Linked DNA regions of Drosophila melanogaster: region 1 is linked to region 2. A link is a contact called in public targeted proximity ligation data. All regions are on one chromosome and are shown on one strand. The core of a region is the stretch at or near the end of the contact, and the rest is flanking DNA. Distances in the headings are between cores, read along the strand shown.

Region 1 (3,688 bases), core at 454-2,953, 160 kb before region 2:
TGATAGGTATCCTCTCCGGGATCAAAACCCTTGGATGGCAGCTCTTCGCCGTGCGGTTCCTTGAGCTTGAACGTTTTGCCATCGGTACCCGTAAGCTCATCCGTCATCGGATTGAAATCCAAACGTCCGGCGATAGCCAATGCAGTTGCCATTTCTGGACTCGTAACAAAACAATGTGTTGCTGGATTGGCATCATTTCGACCGGTGAAGTTGCGATTATACGACGTGACAATGGTGTTCTTCTCTCCCATCTTTACATCCTTGCGATCCCACTGTCCAATGCAGGGACCACAGGCATTCGCCAGCACGGTGCCTCCAAACTTCTCAAGCACATCTATAATGCCGTCCCGTGCGATTGTAGCTCGAACTTGCTCCGATCCCGGGGTAACATTAAATGGAACGCACGATTTTAGGCCATGACCCAGTGCGTCATTGGCTATGCTGGCACATCGTCCCATGTCCTCGTAGGAGGAGTTCGTGCAGGAACCAATTAGACTCACTTTGATTTCCATCGGATAGCCATTCTTCTCGGAGTTCTGACCCAGTTTACTAATGGGATGGGCCAAATCGGGAGTGAAGGGGCCATTCACCAGCGGTTCCAAGGTGTCCAAATTGATCTCGATCACCTTATCGTATTTGCAACCCTCATCCGGAACCAAAAGATCTTTATTCTTTGTGGCCTCATCAGCGATGGCACCTCTACCGGTTGCACGCAAATATGTGACCATGCGTTCGTTGAATGGAAATATTGAAGTTGTGGCACCGATTTCAGCACCCATGTTGGTAATAGTAGCCATGCCTGTGCAGGAAATAGATTCGACGCCAGGACCATGGTACTCCACAATGGCACCCGTACCTCCTTTAACGGTCAGAATCTCGGCCACTTTAAGGATGACATCCTTGGGCGAAGTCCACCCACTGATCTTACCCGTGAGATGGCATCCAATCACGGTCGGGCACTTGAGTTCCCACGGTATATTCGCCATCACATCGACGGCATCAGCACCACCAACTCCAACGCATAGGCAACCCAATCCGCCGCCATTCGGAGTATGGGAATCAGTTCCGATCATCAGTAGTCCGGGAAATGCATAGTTCTCTAAAATGATCTGATGAATTATGCCGCTGCCAGGCTTCCAGAAACCCAAGTTATACTTGGCACACGCCGAGGACAGAAAATCGTACACCTCCTTGTTCAGATCCTTAGCCCTGGCCAAGTCCTTATCGCCACTGATCTGGGCCTCAATTAAGTGATCACAGTGGACGGTGGATGGAACTGCTACCTTCTTCAGGCCCGACGAAATGAACTGCAGTAGCGTCATCTGGGCAGTCGCATCCTGCAGGGCAACGCGATCTGGTCGCAATCGCAAATAGGACTTGCCTCGTTCGATTTCCTGTGAATCCGGTTGATCCAAATGGGAATATAACACCTTCTCCGACAAGGTTAGCGGTCCACCCAGTCGACCCTTGATGCAATCCAGGTTTTCCCTCAACTTCTTATAGGGCAAGGGAATTCCGGTATCAAAATTTGACATTGCCACTTTATCACATCGTGGAAAACGCGCCGTGTGAAAGTTTCGCACCATGGAACCCGCCAAACATATATATCTATGTGTTCGTTGAGCCATTTGAATGTGTTTGTATTGTATTTGCACAAATTTTGTTGATTTATTGGTTAGCAGTTCGTGTTGTTGAAGTCGAAGTGATTTACTAGGGAGTAAAAAAATTGGTTTGCTTTGATTCGAAATCTTAATTGTATTCAACTTTGTAGCAAAATACAAGAACATCTTTCGATTTTCCTTCCATCCTGAAAACACAGAGCTTAAAATTTAATTACATCTTCCAATAAAATGCAACTGAATAAACTGTTCGACCGTAGCTATTAATTAAACAGCATCCACACCTTCGGCAAACGTATGTATACTCATATTTATTGGGTTAGCTCATTGTTCCGTGCGTATTTGATGCGCACCAACAGTTGCAGATGCAAAGTGGCATCCAAAGGGTGAGCTGAGTGGGCATTTCAACGGATTTCATGTTGCAAGTGAATCAGTGGGCGTGCGACTGGTTAGGAGGATGGAAGGAGGGTGGAGCCATCGATGGCATAGGCCAAGTGACAGTCAACTACAGACGAGACGAAGAGTGCCAGCGAACTGGACGGATGACAAACAGAAGGACAGGGGATGCATGGATGCCAGGATGCGAGCCGGCTACCAAAGTGTCAACTGCAAGTGAGTGTGACGGTGGGCACTGCAACCTCCTGTGATTGTGTTTGGTTTGCTGGCATCGTGTCATAATGGGCGATGTGGGATGACGATGTGGATGTGGATGTGGAACAGCGGACAGGAGACGAGCGCCAGGAGACAGGAGACATTGGTAGTTGGCCGCACCACATTCAATTGAAATCGACGTGCCTGTTGGCCACAATGCCATTGACGAGCCTGCTGCTGCTGCTGCTGCTGCTGCTGCTCAGGGTGGTTTCTCGCTACCAAAGGATCCTGGTCGTACAACATGGCAATGGTATTGTCGTCCTGCCACTCCCTAACGATGCCAAAAATTGATTGGCAACTACTTGGCACACACTCTTGACCGCAAAACTTTTTCTCCGTTCGCCGCTTGCCCGTTATTCCCAAAAATGTACAAAATCATAAAAATATGTTAAAGATCTTTTAGATAATAATCGTTCATCTAGTAAATTTTTAAAGATTGTTGTATAACTTTATACTTTTAATTCATGATCTAATGATATGATGATATAACCTTTTACTCTGGCGTACAAGATCTGTACTTAAATATCGGAAAGTCTGAAGATCGTGAAATACTATTTGAATTCTTCCTGGAAACGCCAGCTGTTCCAATACATTTGTCAGCTGAACAAACGCTGATTATTAATCTGTTTAATTGATCGATTGCTGCTTGTTCCGCTTTCAGCAACATCGAATTGCAAATTGGAAACTGGCCATCCGACCGTTCGCTTTCCATCCAATGAAGCGCGGTGGGTCAATTTGATTGGGGGGCTGAAAATGTCAAGGTTGTGCAAATTTCATCCCAAAACACATGGTCGCTTAGTTTTGTGCGCTGTCATTTGCCATCGCATATTAGATTCGCAATCTCGTGGCCTCGTTGCCCGCCGGTCATCATATGCTCCTGTTCCAGAAAGGAAAATGCAATTAGCTTAAATATATTTGCGTTTGTCCATTGGCCTTGGCCGAAAAAGTGTCCGGCTCAAAGTGTCGACAATTCTCATTCGCTTTGGTATAAATTATTGCATTTGAAGTATTAAACTTTGGCTATAAATAAGGGAAACTTACAGGTGTAGGTGTTTCCTAACCCTTGATTGGATTTATCTACTCTTTATAGAGGTCTTTTTAGTTTTTTAAATTGCTTTAAAAATATTTTCCCAATTTCAATAATTGAAATTCTAGTAAATTTACTTTATAAATCTTTATAAAAATTTAAATATGTTCTTATATTGAATAGTTTTTCGCTTAGTAAGGATCTATCATAAAAATCTCCTTGACCATTGAAATACACAAGTGCAATTTCTGTTTTATATTATAATCTAATCAAAATAGTTGAGAACGTTGAAAAATATCCCACATAACCGGAACAATTCAAAGTTTTAGCTGCTTCTGTTCTTTTTTATACTTTAGTGACTTGATGTCTGATTGGGCGAATGCCCGAAAAT
Region 2 (3,955 bases), core at 714-3,213:
ACAATATATGTGCGAATGCGAATACGAATGTTACCAGCCAGCCAGTCCACAATGCAACCGGGTGCGAGACTCACTGAGTTGTATACTACTCTGCTTGCCATATATGTATGTATATAGAAATAAAAAGTAGGTTATGCACAGACAGCATTTTAATATGATTTCCATGGCTTATGTCTCCTCGGGATAGACTAACGCACTTCTCAGACTGACTAACTGACACCCCGGCATCAACAAAATGATCAAAGGCAATGGGAAATATTATCCCTGACACAATCGCAGACAAATTGTAAGTTCCACTCATCTGTGTGACCCACTTTGGCGTTGTGCCTTCAAAGAGATCAGCAGGGAATTTCAGCAATACTGATGACTAAACTTATAAAGCTTTATACCAGCAAAGTCTGACAAATGATTATAAAAAATTTATTCGCAGCTGAAGAATTTAAGAAAGCACAAGTTGTGTTCAACAGCTTTGAAAAGATTTAAAATTCCTTTAACTAATAAGTAACGTAACAAGCGTTTGGTTTTCCATAATTGTTTTACCATTTTTTGATACAATATTTTGCTGCCATTCGTTGACAACAAAATGATTCTTTAATATTAGGGAATTAGGAATGAAATTCCTAAAAGATATTTAAATCCTCCAATTTTCCTACACCGTCTTAGATTTGTTTCCAATAAAACTCTTTATTTTCATTCAATTCCGAATTATTATTACAAGAAGACTGCACTGAATTAAGCACTGAATTTATTTCTTGTATTCAGGCCTTTTGTGTGGAATTGTTTTCACTTTAATACCATTACATTTCCACATACCTCCAAGCTGAATAGAATAAATGTTTCTATTTTTAATGCTTCAACCTTCTTAGCACAATGGCCTGCATTATTATTCTTAGCATACTTTTGAGCGCTCACTTTCGTCTGAAGATTAGGTTTGTCGGTACAAAAGTATATGTACGTTTATTTTGGTAGATATTTACTTCCCACATGCACTTACCCCTGTTTCGGCCGTATTGTATCCTTTTGCTGTGGCGTTTACTCCGCTTTTTGGCGTTTTTTACGGCCTTTGTAATAAAATCAGCCCTCAGGGGTTAGGAGGAAATGGAGTTGTTGCTGCTGCTGTGCTTATTGCTTATTGCTCCTGTAGAGGGCGTGTTGGCATTAAGCGAGTTTTTATGCAGCCAGCGAGACGCACACACATCATATGAAAAGGAGCTGAAGGAGTTGGAGGAGCAGCGGCAGGCAATTGAGCAAAAAATATGGCAAAGTATTTGGCGGGTGCGAGGCATAAATTTCGATTTCGTCGGCCTTGCTTTTGCTTTGCTTCTGCTGCTAACTTTCTCGTCTTCGAATCGCCGCCAGCCGCGAGGCCAATATTTAAAGTAGCAGCCGATGCGAACTTTATTTATGGCTCAATAATGTGTATTTTGATTTATGCATTGTGGGCGCGTACACAAGCGCACATATATATAGTCGTACACTGTAACTGCGGCACACACATACACGCTCCCAATCGCACTCACTCACATACACTCACTGTATTGTTGCCTCAAGCCAAAAAGGACGCGATTTGCATAACAACACATTCAGAAACTTAACGCAGGCGTTTGAGATGTTTCTACTTCTACTTCTAGCACGTGCACTCTCGTCTCGCTTGACGTTTTTCTATTTTTATTTGGTTGTTGTATATTCAGCATTCAACAATTGCGATAACCGATTGAGATATATACTTTTGACTAGGTTGGGTGGCACTTGTTTCTTGATTTCCAGCCCAATTGCTTCGTTCGCCAGTTTGCGGATGCGGACGGTCAACACTGCGGCTACGCGATGTGAGGCGATGCGATGCGATGCGATGCCGCCCGTACGACAGCGACAACGACAACGACAACACGACAACGAAAACGAGAACGACAAACGGCGGCAACGGAGCACGACAACTACACAAATCCACGACCTTTTCAGTACTAAAGCGCCTGGCCATTCATTCGTGGCTTTGGCCACTTTTGCCATCGCCCTCCACGATTCGGATCCTTCGGCTTTCGCTCGGGTCGCGCATTTTCGACTTTGCCGAACAGTCGAATCCTTTGGGTTTCCCTGTGTGTGTGTGTGTGTGAGCCTTGTAAGTGGGCCAACACTTGCCGCCGATTCGATTTCGAAAGCCAGAACGGCTGGCAAGGGCCAGAGTATAAGAGTTTTGGTTGTAAAATCCAAAAGTCGTCTTGGTTGTCAATCTGTGGAAGCCAAGTGGTAGGTAAGCTTACCTCAAACGCTTCATGAACTTGAATTGTCAAGTTTTAAAAACGAAATATAAACTACCAGGGGCAAAAGATAAAAAAGATGTTTGTGAATGAAAAAATAAATCACTTCTTATTTTTATCTATTGATAATAATACTAAAAGTTATGAAAAGTATTCACCTTGTTGACTATATCTTGTATTAAAAATCATCTTATACCTTACTTGAAAGGATCCCAAATGTTTTTATTGTTTTTTGAACCAATATTTTTGAATATGCTGCCATGATGATGGAAGTATATCAATATGAAATCCCGATCATGATTTATTTGCGACTTTCCACTTCCCTTCCCCCCTGCCGTGGGTGTCCAGTCCTACCTCAACACCCTTTTGCCCTTGCGAACCTTCTAAAAACATATTCCACCACGCATTCCTGTGGAACCTTTTGCTTTCCCTCTCTTTTGCGTTTCCATCGAACTCACGATGTCTGCCTCTCTTCAAAATCGCATCTACCTAGATGAATGAGAGTTTCAGAAAGCGGTTACCAAGAGCATCTCGCACTTACTGCAGTTTCGCTGGTCAAGGCAGCCAGTCAAGGATCACAGATTACAATGAATACTTCACTAATGTTTGGCTAAAGTTCATGCAGTAAGACTATAAACCCAATTAAATATATAAAGTCCGTATAGGTGAATAAAAGACCAATAGAACCATTTCCGGGTTCTGGCATCGTTTTAAGAAACTCTAATGTCCTACTTATTAAACCCAAAATGTAAGCCCAGCTGAGTGATTAATTAATCAGAATTTCCTGATTGATTTCCTCAAGGTGTAGGCTAAAAAATGGCACCGCTACAACTTAACCTACACCACCATCAAAATCACGCATCACACCGCTTACAAAAAAAACTCTACTACAATGGGGTGTAAGCATGTAAGTTGACATGGGACCACGAGACCCGAAGCTCGCATCTCTCACGCTTTCTCTGAACTTTCTCTCGGCTTTCTCTGGCTCTCTTTTCGATTTCGAAAGCGTGGTTTCGCCAGACATGCGCCCGAAACCAGCAAAAAAAAAACCGAATGAATTGTGGAACGCGAAAACTTTTGCTTGGCATGAATGGGATTTTTTCAAAATTTCCAACGGTTTCACTCTTATACCACTCAAGGAAAGCTCTCGCTTTGCAAGGCGATCCACTCAAAGGATGAAGAATGGGACACATGGGTAGCACTGCAACAATTGCACAGCCTAATCTTATCAAATTTCATTTACACGCTTGGCCAAACTCTAATGGCAAATCCAATGCCGAAATGAAGATAGCACTAAACCACTTTCGTCAGCACACACACACACACACACACACTCGCGGACTCTTTTTCCTTACTTTCCCCATATATATATATAGTGTGCACATATAGAAAATGTAACTGGTGATGTTGTCAAAGTATTTGGCTCCTCCACGCGACATTCTTTGGGCCAAAATAGCGCTGGCTAAACATTAACTAAAACTGCAAAATTCCATCACTCACACACACATAATCAAAAGCCCAGGACGACACTCACACACACATGCAGTTTCGTGTGTGGTGTAGATTGTCGGTCTTCTGTTCCTACAAAATCTCAACGCTCAACCGCCAAGCATGGCATTTCATCAGGCGGCAGCAACGAGAGCAGCTGCACCAGAATCAGTCTAAAACTAATCAGGAATGGCCGATTTGATACCCATTAG

The links.
Region 1: a contact with region 2 is called in a targeted proximity ligation map of the Kc167 cell line, with 6 times the contacts expected there. A contact is called at or near these places in 6 of 107 Hi-C or Micro-C datasets (the Clone 8 cell line, the ML-DmBG3-c2 cell line, the S2 cell line and 3 more) and 1 of 7 datasets of targeted methods (the Kc167 cell line).

The regions. Positions count from the first base shown.
Region 1 is chr3R:11,135,192-11,138,879 of dm6, reverse strand. It overlaps mAcon2 (Mitochondrial aconitase 2), which reads right to left and starts at 1,703. Exons shown (of 1, transcript NM_141785.3): 1 at 1-1,703. The coding sequence starts at 1,628.
Region 2 is chr3R:10,970,389-10,974,343 of dm6, reverse strand. It overlaps side-VI (sidestep VI), which reads right to left and starts at 1,963. Exons shown (of 17, transcript NM_001043240.3): 1 at 995-1,963.